2 separate regions of the Mustela erminea genome follow, and region 1 is linked to region 2. Evidence: chromatin contacts called from public Hi-C data. All regions are on one chromosome and are shown on one strand. The core of a region is the stretch at or near the end of the contact, and the rest is flanking DNA. Distances in the headings are between cores, read along the strand shown. Region 1 holds the start of DDIAS (DNA damage-induced apoptosis suppressor protein). Region 2 holds the start of ANKRD42 (ankyrin repeat domain-containing protein 42).

Region 1 (6,490 bases), core at 535-3,034, 230 kb before region 2:
CGTTTTAGGTTGAATACTAAATATTACCTAGTAAGATATTGGAAACGTGTATTTAGAGGCTGCTTAGGGACAAAGGATGACTGTCACCACGGAGTAGGAGACAGAGTTGGCATTAAGTAATTTTAATTTGACGGGAGGTCAGGGGAATTTGAATTACGGCAGAATTTGAAGATTTTTCAGAATTTGAATTCTGAGAGCAGAAGAAGTTGAAGTGACTATCATAGCCAATTACAGAAGAAAGTGTGGAACCAGGATTGATGTTACATTACTGGTAACGGGAGGAGAGATTTTAAACAGAACTGAAACTTGGTGTCACCCTCTGGGAGCTGTGAGCCAAAGATCGAACAAGTCCTAGGCATTAGGGATCCGAAAGTCCGGGTGGGCTACGGTGCCTAGGCTCGGGTCTATTACACGGGAGACTTCGAAACTTCGTCTACCCGCACGCTCACCCCGCTCCGCCTTACCTTCTGTTGGATGTAGTGAACCGAGTAATTCTTGGCAACAGTACGGCGGAATGTAGAACTGGCTGACCAGCGCAGGCTGCTGAGGGCCTTCATGGCCGGCGGTACATGGAAGGCGGCCCCGGGCGTCAGGATAGCCAAGAGCAGGAGCAGGACGGTGGGACGCCCCATGCCTCAAGCTGGCGGCTGCAGTGCGGGTGGGAGCGAGACCGGTAGATGCAGCGGGCTAGAGCCAAGCCCAACCACAGCTCCGCCCACCGCAGATAAGCTCCTCCCCGCTGTAACCCAAAGCCACTCACCCCGCGGCAACACCGCCCACACCTGGTCACCCAAACCCCCCCGAACGCGAGGGCGAGGCAACTTTTCTTGTTCGTCTCGTGCAGGCCCCTATAGAGTCCAGCTTCATCGCGGTTACAGCCCAAGCCGACCTTAACCATCCTTGGACTTCCTCCTACCTGACCGCCGGAATCCCATCCTTTCCTAGAGCGCTCCACAGATCCACCTTTCCGGCTGTTCCCTGCCGGCCTCAATTCCATTGCCACACCCCTTGCCCTCCGCAAACCCATATGATAATAATAATAGCTACCATGACAATTTCTTGAGCGTTCTCTAAGGTCACTATATCGCTAGGCATAACGGCACACACATCAACTCATCTAACTTAAGCATCAGTGTGTCGTGTATGATCGCCCCTCCCATTAACTGATGAGGAAACTGAAGCCCCAAGACAGGTGTAGAGACTTACACTGCGTCACTCCGCAGACCGCTCGGTCTGGCTCCTTGCACCCCACTTCCATTAAGTCAGTCAACCACCTCCTGTGGTACTCTGTTCATGGGTCACCCCAAACCTCCATGTTGTCCACATAACCCATCCCTTAACTGGAGGCGCCGGGGCCCACATAGCCCCGAGTCAAGTTACGTCCTGGTCCCTTCTTCCAGGATACGCCCCCTTTCTTCTCCCGGCTCGGGATAGCCCCATTCAGGTCCCGCTTCCTCACCCCCTTCCGTCTTCACCGCGCCACCAACCCCTTTACTCAGCTTCCACTCCTCCTTCCAGTCACCCCGCTGAGCCCCGACTGGAGGGGTGCTACCACCACCTCCTGGGATCCCTATACGACCCCCAAAACCAACTTTATAGACTACGCCACGACTCCACTACTCAGAGAAGAACATTCGCCAAACCCTGTCTCTACCCACAGTTTGACGAAAATGGTCGTTCCCAAAAACTCACAGAACGCAGTGTTCAATCTCCACCCTTGGCGGCGCCTTCTTCTGATTGGCTGTGAGGAACCACTGCCAAAGCGTCACTTCCGGCGGAAAAGGACGCGGGAGATTCGATTGGAAGGCGCCTGGCTGGTCGCTAAGCCCTGGGGTCTGCACCACCGAGCGTTGCCCGGGCAGGTTCCGTCCTCTGCTTCAGGTGAGAAACTATGGGAAGAGATTCTCGGGTCGCGCAAAGGGCGAGACTCCTAACGAGGTCCTCAGTGTCGTTATAAATGAAAATTAGAACATTCTATGTTATTTTTTTCAAGAGTTAGTCTTTTCTGTAAAAGGTTTCTGAGAGTAAAGAGAAAAAGGTCAGTCATTTAAATTTTAGGCACTGCTCTTGATAAGAGTTGAACTAGCGTTTACTCAACATTTACTAAGCCATCGAACTAGATGTGGGTGAGCGTCTGGAACCGGTAATACAAAGAGGGAAAGTACTACTCCTGATTTTGGGGTGCTCAGAATTAGAGATTTTGCGGGCTATGCCAAGTAATGCGTGCTGAAAAGGGGTCTTTTTCTTTCTTTCTTTCTTTCTTTTTTTTTTTTTTTAAGATTTTACATATTTATTTGAGAGAGAGAGTGAGAGAGAGCACAAGAGTGGGGCGAAGGGCAGAGGGAGAAGCAGGCTTCCCGCCAAGGAGGGGGCCCAGTGCGGGACTCTTGGGATTCTGACCTGAGCCCAACGGAGACGCTTAACCGACTGAGCCACCCAGGTGCCGGAAAAGGGGTCTTTTCAAACTGCTTTGATCTAGAGGGAAAAGTGCTTATCAGTGTGCTCAAACCGGAAACTTAAGAGTTTTCCAGATTCCTTCCTTGTCTCATGTTCGGCTCGTCCTTACCAGTCTCTGAATATCTCAAATGCATACAATTAACACCAAGACTGCTACATAGGTAGGCGTCTAGCCTCCCAGCGGCTCTTACTTCAATGGTATTATTTTCCAATCCAGTCTCCGCATTGCCAGGCTGTAAGATAAGTCGCAGATCTGGTCAGGGCACCCCCCCCCCCATTTAAAAGCTTTCTTGCCTCCTATTTGCCCTCAGGTTTAAGTCTAAACCCTTCACATATTTTACAGGGCCTTTCTCATCTAGCTTTTGCCCACTTCTGAGCTTTGATTTTCACCACTCTAGCCCTAGGTTCCAGCCCTGTGGAAGGAATGTCTTTTTTCAATTCCTCAAATGCACCAACTCACCTCACCTCCAGACCTAACCCCATCCCCACCTTGGCCAATTTTTACTCCTTCCAACCTGTATTTTATTAAGTCAGGAAGCCTTTCCTGACCTTGCAAGACTGGGTCACAAAGTACCCAGTAGTTAGTCATTCTGCAGATAGTTTTAAGTGTCTTCCTTTGCCAAGAGTTACTAGGTACTGGTATTACAATGGTGAACAAGTTAGATTGCTCACCAAATACAACTTAAACCTTTGATGGTTCGAGTTAAGGATAATGGGAAACTGAGTTAGGCTGGTTTGGTATGGCCTTTCTGAGGTCTTAAAACACAAAATTCAGCCAAGTAAATTTGAAGATCTATTCAGCTTTATTAAATGATTCAGGTAGCATCTTAGTAGCAAGTAGAAGGGCGTTCTGGGAGGGTTGTACAAAATAGGTTTTTATGGGAAAGAGGGTAGGGCTAGAAAGTTATTAGCAAAAGAAAGGATTGTTCCAAGCAAGGTCACTCTCCCTGCTGGTGGGGGAGCCGGAAGTCTTACCATGCTGATTACCTTTGTTAAGATGGAGGGAGCCCTTGTTGGCTTTGATCCGGAAAACCCGTAACTGACCAGTTAAGACTATTATTTCTGCGGAAAGGTTGAAAACTGCAATTAGTTTAGGTATTAAACATCGATTTGGGGACCCTGCCTAAATGGACTCGATTTTGGGTCTGTGGTTTTCTTTTTAACAGAGGAGTTGACTCTTAGAGTAAGGCCTAAAAGATGAAAATGATCCAGCCATGCACTAGAAGGAAGAACATTCCAGAATGAATAGGTTGTGCAAAGGCCCTAAGGTAGAAAAGAGCTTGGCACCTGAGTGTTGAAGAACTTAAGGAAAGACCGGTGCTGCTTGAAATGTGTTCAGAAAGGACAAGTGGTGAAATGGGCCTTGAGAGATGAGCGCCGACCAGATCATGCAGTTAAGAGGCTATTGCAGCAGCAGAAGTAATAGGTGATGGTGGTTTGAATTAAGGTGGTGGCAGAATATATGGGGGGAAGTGGATGGTAGTTTTTAGGTATGGATATAGATCCGAGGACATACAGATGGGTATAATGTGGGATTTGAGGGAAAAGGGAATGAAAGATGATTCCTAGGTAACTGACCTGACTTAACTGATTGGAGAGTAGTGCCATTTGCTGAGATGGAGAAAATTGTAAAAAAAGAATGTGGTGTCTGTCTGATCAGATTGGGACCTCCAGATGTGGGGCAATGATCGGTTGGAAATGGGTAGCACAGGCAGTGAAAGAATTCACCCAAGACAGCACAAAGGAAATAGTTTATTGAATATACCACAAACGAGTGGCAGGCAGGACAGCGAAGACGAGACGTCCACCACAAGAAAGTGGGGCTGTTATTTCAAGGAGGAAGGTGAAGAGGTATGGAGACATACAGAATTTTTTCCTTTTGGTACTTTGGTACTTTGAAACTTTTTGGTAACTGTTCCTGGTTGTAAGTAGCCCATTGGTCTGTTAGGGACGATGGATATTTTGAGGTAGGTCACCTGATAGGCTTGTCTGTATTCAACCAGGTGGTCACTGGACCCTTTTGCCTTGCTGTACATACCTCTGCTCAAGCCTGTTGTCTAAAAGTGGTCTTTACAAAGAAGTTTAAGAGGAAACTAAGAATTCAAGTTTTTTACCTATGAAAACTTGAAATATCTATGAGAAGTCAAAATAGTTGGCTCTCCATAACTGTCCCCTGGGTGTGGAAGTCTGGAGCTTGCAGATATTGTAAGTACCTTTGTGTCACTTCCTTAGTAGTTACACATTGTCTTAGCCAACAGTTTATAAGTGTCTTGAACACAAGAGCCTGTGTTTTTTTGTCTGTAACTCTTTCCTCCTCCCCATCCCTAAAATAGTATTACATTTACCACAAATTCAATAGACAAACTGTTGTACTCACTAAGAATTTCTTGGGTGGTTCTTGGATTTTTTGTTATTGTTGTTAGGGTTTCTTTTGTTTTGTTTTAAATAGGCTCCACACCCAACATGAGGCTTGAACTCATGACCCTCAGATTAAGAGTCACATGCTCTACAGACTGAGCCAGACAGCAGCCTCTTCTTGGGTAGTGGTTTTTTTTGTTTTGTTTTGTTTTGTTTTGTTTAATATTTTATTTATTTATTTGTCAGAGAGAGAGAGCAAGCACAGGCAGACAGAGTGGCAGGCAGAGTCAGAGGGAGAAGCAGGCTCCCCGCGGAGCAAGAAGCCCAATATGAGACCGGATCCCAGGACGCTGGGATCATGACCTGAGCCAAAGGCAGCTGCTTAACCAACTGAGCCACCCAGGCGTCCCTGGGGTAGAGTTTTTAAAGTATTTTTCACCAATATTTCTCCAAATAAAAGAGGTTTTATTTTTTGTTTGTTTAGTTTTGTCTTCTGCCTTCTCATCCCTTTCCAGAATTTTCATGTTAATGTCAGTAAATCATTTATCAAGGACTTGTTTTGACTACTTTTAGAAAAATTAGACAAGTATGCACCCTCAAGGGTGACCATTAGATAGTTTTAAGGGAATAACTTAAAATAGCTGAGGCCTCTTGGCCCTGTGTAATATGAAACAGGAGATCTGAAAGCAACAATGTGACAGATTTTCTTGCCCAGCAAGAACAGTTTTGGGAGTATAGAGGCTGCCCCAAGATGGGGCACTCTGTCATGAAGATTATTTTGAGTTAAAAAGCAATCAAAACCCAGCAGATTCAAGAAGAGCCCTTTACTTCCCCCCATAACTGCCTAAAAAGAATGTAGATAGAGGACCTCATCCAAGATGAAAGCTATCTCCACATTATGATACATAGTAAGGTATGGTAGGAAGGAGAAACCTAGCAAGGCCTGTTTGAGCAAAGTCCTCTCTTATTCCCATTGCTTCTGAGTGGCCCAGCAAACATTTGTTTGCCAAACATTGACCCTTTTTAATATTTTTCTGAGGATTGCGGGCCTTCTCGAGGAAGTCCTGGACCCCTACCCACTTCTACTTAGTTCAGGGTGACATATGTACCTCATTTTGCCTGACCGTCTTTGGAATTTTCAGGATTGTGTGAATTCCCTCTGTACACATGCTGTTAAATTTGATTTTCTTGTTAATCTCTCTCATGTCATTTTGATTCTTACTGCAGCTAAAATCACCTTGAAGAGGACAGGAATGTTCTCAACAATGTTAAATAATTAAATTTTTCTTCATGATCTAACATTTAATAAGAATTATTGTAGGCTAGCCCAAAGGAGAAAAAATTATGTCACTGTATGTGCATATAGGGGCATGGTTTTGTTTTTGTTTTTAAGATTTTATTTATTTGAGAGAGAGTACAAGAGCAAGTGAGACTGAAAGAATGAGTGGGGGGAGGGGCAGAGGGAGCCGCAAACTCCCTGGGGAGCCTAGCACAGGGCTGGATCCCAGGACCCTGGGATCATGACCTGAGCAGAAGGCAGACATTTAATCAACTGAACCACCCAAGTGCTGTGGTTTTTCATATTAAGGTGTCTTCTAGGAAATTGGTAGTGAAGGAGTTTAGATTAAAAGTCTCCAGATAATAGAGCAAAGATTTACAAAATAATCTGAAAGAG
Region 2 (6,400 bases), core at 3,751-6,250:
TACATCTTTCTTGTTCTATACTGAGATTTAATCTTCTACATTCTTTGAAGAAAAACTTTAAAAAACTAAATGAGGGGCTCCTGAGTGGCTCAGTGGGTTAAAGCCTCGGCCTTCGGCTCTGGTCATGATCCCGGGGTCCTGGGATCGAGCCCCGCATCGGGCTCTCTGCTCAGGGGGGGAGCCTGCTTCCTCCTCTCTCTCTCTGCCTGCCTCTCTGCCTACTTGTGACCTCTGTCAAATAAATAAATAAAATCTTAAAAAAAAACAAAACTAAACTAAATGAGATTGCATATATAATTGCCTTTCATTCACTTTATCTTTTTCTATGTTAATAATGTAGAACTCATTTCTACAACTGTGTAGTATTTGATAGGCATGTAGCATAATTCAGCACTGTTTCACTGATGGATATTAAAGTGTCTAATTATTTACAACCATAACACTTTGCAATGACTATCCTACTACAACAGAACGTTACTTTGAAGATTTTACAACTGGATAGTTTCTGACTGAAGGGTAACGTATGTTTAGAGTTTCAACAGATACTGCCAAACTGTCCTTCCTGGGTCATTCCAATTTAATCTCTCACCAGCAGGGTCTTCAGACCTCTTTTAGCACTCATTATCCATCTTTTAGTTTTTATCATAGTGCTGTGCAGAGCATTCCTAATGAGTTCAATAAATTTTGTTCATTCCCCCACCCCCCAAATTGAAGTACAGTTGACGTACAACATTCATTAGTTTCAGGTGTACTTGCTTTTGGTATTTTTCATCATTTTTGCTCATTAGTTTTTCTAGAGTTATTCTTTCTCAGACTTGATAATAAACATTGTCTACCTCTGGTCTAAACTTCATGGTAATGTATCTTTTAAATGTTTGTTTTCTCTGTGATCCCTGGGGCTGATATTACTTAAGAAGGACTTCCTAAAATATAAACAGCAAATTCCTGTATTTTCTTCTAGCACTTTGATAGTAAACTCTGAAATTTTTGCATATGAAAATGAAGAGCTTACATTTCTGTATCTGAAATGCTACCGCTATAATAAGTGTATACATATATTTCTGAATTCTAGTTTGTTCCACTACTTATCCAGTCCTATTCCAGTTACCTCCCTGTTATACATACCCTAGCTTTGTAGTTCTGATGGGTATTTGGGTGAGTTCTCATTCTTATTTTAAAAAAAACATTTTGGTTAATCTTGCACCTACATTCTTTGAGATAAAAAAATCAACTTGTGGGGCGCCTGGGTGGCTCAGTGGGTTAAAGCCTCTGCCTTTGGCTCAGGTCATGGTCTCAGGGTTCTGGGACCCAGCCCCACATCAGGCTTTCTACTCAGCAGGGAGCCTCCCTTCCCCTCCCCCTCTGCCTGCCTCTCTGCCTACTTACGATCTCTGTCAAATAAATAAATAAAATCTTAAAAAAAGTATGGCTTTTCTTTAAAAAAAAATCGCCCTTTTTTTCCATTAAAAATTGTTAGAATTTTTAATTGAAATGCAACGAATTTATAATCTGAGGAGAATCTCATCTTTAAACACTGAGCCTACTCACCTAGGGATAAAGCGTATCTTTCCATTTATTCTAATTCTAGTTTTACGTATTTTTAATGTAGGTTTGGCTTATTTCTTGATAGATTTCTAGAATGTTTCACCATTGTTGGTGCTAATGTGAGTTCTTTACATTTAAAAGTTGATTATATCGTTTATAAAAAATCATCTGGGGGTGCCTGGGAGGCTCAGTGGGTTAAAGCCTCTGCCTTCGGCTCAGGTCATGATCCCAGGGTCCTGGGATCGAGCCCCACATCAGGCTCTCTGCTCAGCGGGGAGCCTGCTTCCTCCTCTCTCTCTGCCTGCCTCTCTGCCTACTTGTGATCTCTCTCTGTCAAAAAAAAAAAAAAAAAAAAAAAAAAAAAAAATTAAAAAAAAATCATCTGTATGTTGCTGAGAGCTTACCATCTTCCTGACAATGCAATCTTATTGATTTTCCAAGTAAACGATATAATTTATCTTAATTTCTTGCTAATTTCATACCTTATCTCACTTACTGGATCCATACTATACTGGATCCAAAATTCTCAGAACAATGTTGAATTGTATGAATGACAGAAAATATAACCTGGATCATGAAATTAAGTTTCTTTATTGCTGGTTGATACCCTTCATCCAGTTAAGCAAACTTCCTTTTGTTCCTTATTATAAAAATTAAAAAAAAAAAAAAAAAATCAGTAATAGATGTTAATTTCTCAAGTGTTTTTTCAGTATCAATTAAAGTTATATAGTTTTCCCCTTTATCTACTAATGTAGAAGATTTTCATTACCTGTCTAATGTTGACCATCCTTGTACAGGTACGATTAACCCAACTTGGTTATGACATTATTCTCTAAATGCACTGCTAGGTTAGGTTTTTCTTTTTTTTTGCATGTATTTTTAAGTGAGACTGAGCTATATTTTATTTTACTATCTTTTAGATTCTGCTATGGTTATGTTCCTTTCATAGTTGGGACACACTCCCATTCTTCTCTATGCTTTGTTCCTGGTGACCTTCGTCAGGGATATATAGGGCATTCTTTCATGATTATCAGTTCATTATGGTTTTCTAACTGTACAGCCAATTTTTCGGGATGTGTATTTTCCTAGAAAATTGTCCAGGTCAATTTTCAAGATTATCCATATAAGACTATTCTAGATTCACTTCCAATTTTCGAAGTCCCTCTTACCTGAAATATGTTCCCTTTTTTCCAAATATCGTTTTCTTTAGATTTGTTGTCTATTTATTGTCCTTTTCAAACAGAAGGCATTATCATCAATTTTATTTTCTATTTCATGAATATCTTATTTTTAATTCCTTTACGTTTATTTTGGGAGATTTTCTTTTTTCTGCTTCTCTGCTGTTTTGGTTTTCTTTTCTAATCCTTCCTGCCATTTGTGCATCCTTTGAGGATGTGCTGACCCTCAATGAATTTACCCATATAGCAACAAATGAAACCTTTACCATTATTATGTAAGTGGCTACAAACTCTCTATTAATTTGGAGTCAGTCAGAGTGAGTTCCAATTCCCCACTTCCTATTATGTGATCTTGGCCAAATGTGAGCAGTTTCTTCATCTGTAAAAACAGAAATAATAATAGAGATTAAGTCTGAAACTATTTGTAAATCATTTAGCATAGAAACTGGCCCCTATTAAAATAACTCAATTGATGTCTGAGAAAACAAAACACCTCAGTTGCTCTATTTCTAAAAATAAGCAGACTGGGATGACTAATCCCAAATTCCCTCCTAGCTGTAAAAAAGATGATTTTCGGGGCACCTGGGTAGCTCAGTGGGTTAAAGCCTCTGCCTGCCGCTCAGGTCATGATCCCAGGGTCCTGGGATCGAGCCCCACATTGGGCTTTCTGCTCAGCAGGGAGCCTGCTTCCCCCTGTCTCTTTGCCTGCCTCTCTGCCTACTTGTGATCTGTCAAATAAATAAATAAAATCTTAAAAAAAAAGATGATTTTCATTCTCTCAGTTCATCCACAACAAACAACTGACCATCAAGCCACTTCCTAACCCACACCACAGCTACTAAGCTCTCCACAGTCCCTACCTCCCAGAAGCTCAGAGTCCTTGGGGAGTCAGGGTGAAGACCAACTGTTAAATAGGTAATTTTAAAATAATGTGAAAAGTGGTCTAATAAAGGCTGCGGAAATTCAGAGACTTTGAGAAGTATGTCCAGCAAAAATCAAAGATCTAGGTTGGATACCTAATTCAGGTACTTAATACTTACTAGCTGTGAATCTTCAGGCATAACTGGTGCTTTTTGTCTCTATCTGTAAAAAGGAAGAATAATACGGTTCGGATAGGTTATGTTAGGATTAAATAACAAAACTAACAGAAAGTACTTAGTATAGTGTCAGACTCACAGGAACTCAGCAAATGGCAATTATTAGTATTACCACTATTACAAGAGGCTATGGAAGTTAAAGTCAACTTACTGTACTTCAAGAGAGATAAGACAGGGTCAGGGTAATTTCCCAAATGTGTTTAAGAACAAAACCTGTGGCAAAGAAAGAAGGATGGGGAAAGGGGAAAAAAAAAAAGTTGAAAGGGGAACTAAGGTGGGTGATACCCTTGGAGGGCAGAGAATTCTACTGTATTCTCTGCTGCTAGCACTAAATCCGACCCATGTATTTTCTTCTAATTTTCTTTTTTTAAGAAGGCTCCACGCCCAACGTGGGGCTGGAACGTCTCTCTGAGATCAAAGTCGCGTGCTCTACCAACTGAGCCACCCAAGTGCCTCGCGGCCCCTGGCCCCACCCGGGTATTTTCAATAAAGAGTGAATGGAAGAATATATGTTAAGCAATAAGGTTGGATAAAAAGATTTGGGCCAAACTGCTGAAAGTGAACATTTTACATTAAAAGGAGCCTTGGATTTGGGAGTCAGGAACCCTGGGGCAGTCTTCTGACTACTGACCTGTGTTTATACTGGTTCCGTAACTTACCTGTTTGTCCTTAACGAATTACTGATACCTTGAATCGGCTAACCTACAAACCAGAGACAACACCTACCTTACAAAAATTATTGAGAATTAAGTACCAAGCAATTACCGAAGAGCCTGGCACTAATAAGCATTCAATAATGAAAGCAGCTGCAGCTGCTAACTTTTCCTTTGGGTCTTTCTCCACACCTGTGAATCGCTAAGGTAAGAACCTATTTCCTCCGATGTTCCAGCGAGCACTGAGAAACTATACTAGATTTGTCAAGGACGAAGAAAGGCCCCACCCGGCCCGCGCGACACAGGTCACCTACGCAAACTGCAGTCCTGGAACCTCCACCTGCTTCGCTGAGCCATGGAAAGCGCGACGGATGCTAGGCCATTGGAGAAAAAGGGCCTAGATAATTTGGATGTGAGGCCGTACGGAATTTCACAAAAACCGGTCCTTACCACCCTCCGACGTCTCTAGAGGCGAAGCCTAGGAAAAGGTGGAGGGGAAGCCGGAAGTGACGCAAGACCGTGAGGAACAGGAAATGACCGCAGCACGCCGGAAGTTTACCCGTTTCCAAGGCAGCGGCTCCAGCGCACCTCCAACAGGTTGGCTGGAGTCGGGAGGCTGGAAAGCAACTTGGAGGAGAGGGTACTAGCCCACGGCGGCCGCCGCCGGAGCGACTCGCGGGGAGTAGCGGCCGAAGACGGCGGCCGCCTCAGTAGCCACCGCGTGTGGAGGATAAACGGCCGACACGGCCAACGCCGGGGCCAATTAAGGCAGAGAGTTAGCGAAGACCAGGACTGTAGTCCCAGCGAAGACAGGGAAAGAATCCGTGAAGACGGCGGCCACCTCTGTAGGGACTCTAGCAGAAGACTAAGTGAAGACATCGGTTTCTCCGGCAGTGACTCTAGAAGAGTTAGTGAAGACCTGGGCAGTGTCTCTCTGGAGAGAGTTACGGGAGACGGTGGGCGCCGTCACAGTAGCTCCTGGGAGAGAGTAAGGGGAGACCAAAGCTGCAGCAGCAGCGACGTGAATTTAAGTGAAGTCGGGAGCCACCAAACTAGTGACTGCGAGGGACTGGTCAGAGAAGACCGCGGCCTGTGCTTCAGTGATTCTTGGGAGGGTGTTAGAGTAGTCCCGGACCCCCAACTCAGCCACTTCGGGGAGAGAGGCAGTGACTACTGCAGACGCCGCCTCAGTGGCTCTTGGGAGGAAGGGAGTGTCGATGGCGGCCACAGCCTCAGTAATTCCTGGGAGGGAGTAAGTGAAGACCGCGGTTACGCGGCCAGCGACTCCTCCGGGGTGAGCGTCAGCGTAGACGCCAGCCGCTGCCTCCGTGGCTTCTGGGAGAGAGAACGTATAGACGAGGGCTTCCGCAGCGGGAACTCTTGGGAGAAAATCCGGGAGGATCAGGTACCCAGTCTTAGCGACGACGAAGGCAGCCACTGCAGTGGCTCGTGGGTGACAGCAAGTGAAGACCGCCGCAGCAGCGGGGGCCTGGACTCGGGTCTTCCCCGGAGTCCGAGGGATCGCACCATGCCAGGGGCTTCCGATTCGGGCCCTTCCACCTCCTCTAGGGAGAGTGCAAACCCGTGTGAGTCAGACTACTTCGCTTGCCTTTGTCTCTGCCACTCTTTTCTGATTTCATCCACATCTGCTTTGGCCCTTTCTGGCAGTTTCCTTTCTCAGTTGTGACTCCTGATTTCCCTTAATTGACTTGTTTTAAGTGGGTCCCAAAGCTGTTCACTTGTTTCTTATCCTTCTTCACTCCAGCTTTCCTCTCATTCTTTCCACCTGCACTATTCCTGAGACTTCTAGTCCAGACTGACATAAACGCTTGTTAAATATTAGACTCTTGGCTTCTCTGCAGCATTTGACCCTCTGGAGATGACTTTAGACTTACCTAGTTTTCTCCCTTCCACTCTATTGACTCTC

Evidence for each region. Hi-C and Micro-C count contacts between places; a contact is called where the count stands out from the background.
Region 1: a Hi-C map of spleen shows a contact between it and region 2, with 2.3 times the contacts expected there. The contact joins the promoter of DDIAS here to the promoter of ANKRD42 in region 2. A contact is called at or near these places in 2 of 3 Hi-C or Micro-C datasets (fibroblasts and spleen).

The regions. Positions count from the first base shown.
Region 1 is chr9:47,474,669-47,481,158 of mMusErm1.Pri, reverse strand. DDIAS (DNA damage-induced apoptosis suppressor protein) reads left to right here and starts at 1,784. Exons shown (of 5, transcript XM_032357983.1): 1 at 1,784-1,881. It overlaps PRCP (lysosomal Pro-X carboxypeptidase), which reads right to left and starts at 1,763. Exons shown (of 10, transcript XM_032357984.1): 1 at 1,693-1,763; 2 at 465-647. The coding sequence starts at 632.
Region 2 is chr9:47,250,282-47,256,681 of mMusErm1.Pri, reverse strand. It overlaps ANKRD42 (ankyrin repeat domain-containing protein 42), which reads left to right and starts at 5,000. Exons shown (of 12, transcript XM_032359712.1): 1 at 5,000-6,059. The coding sequence starts at 5,000. It overlaps LOC116599683 (a long non-coding RNA gene), which reads right to left and starts at 4,994. Exons shown (of 4, transcript XR_004289448.1): 1 at 4,788-4,994; 2 at 3,972-4,033; 3 at 3,764-3,802; 4 at 2,216-3,102.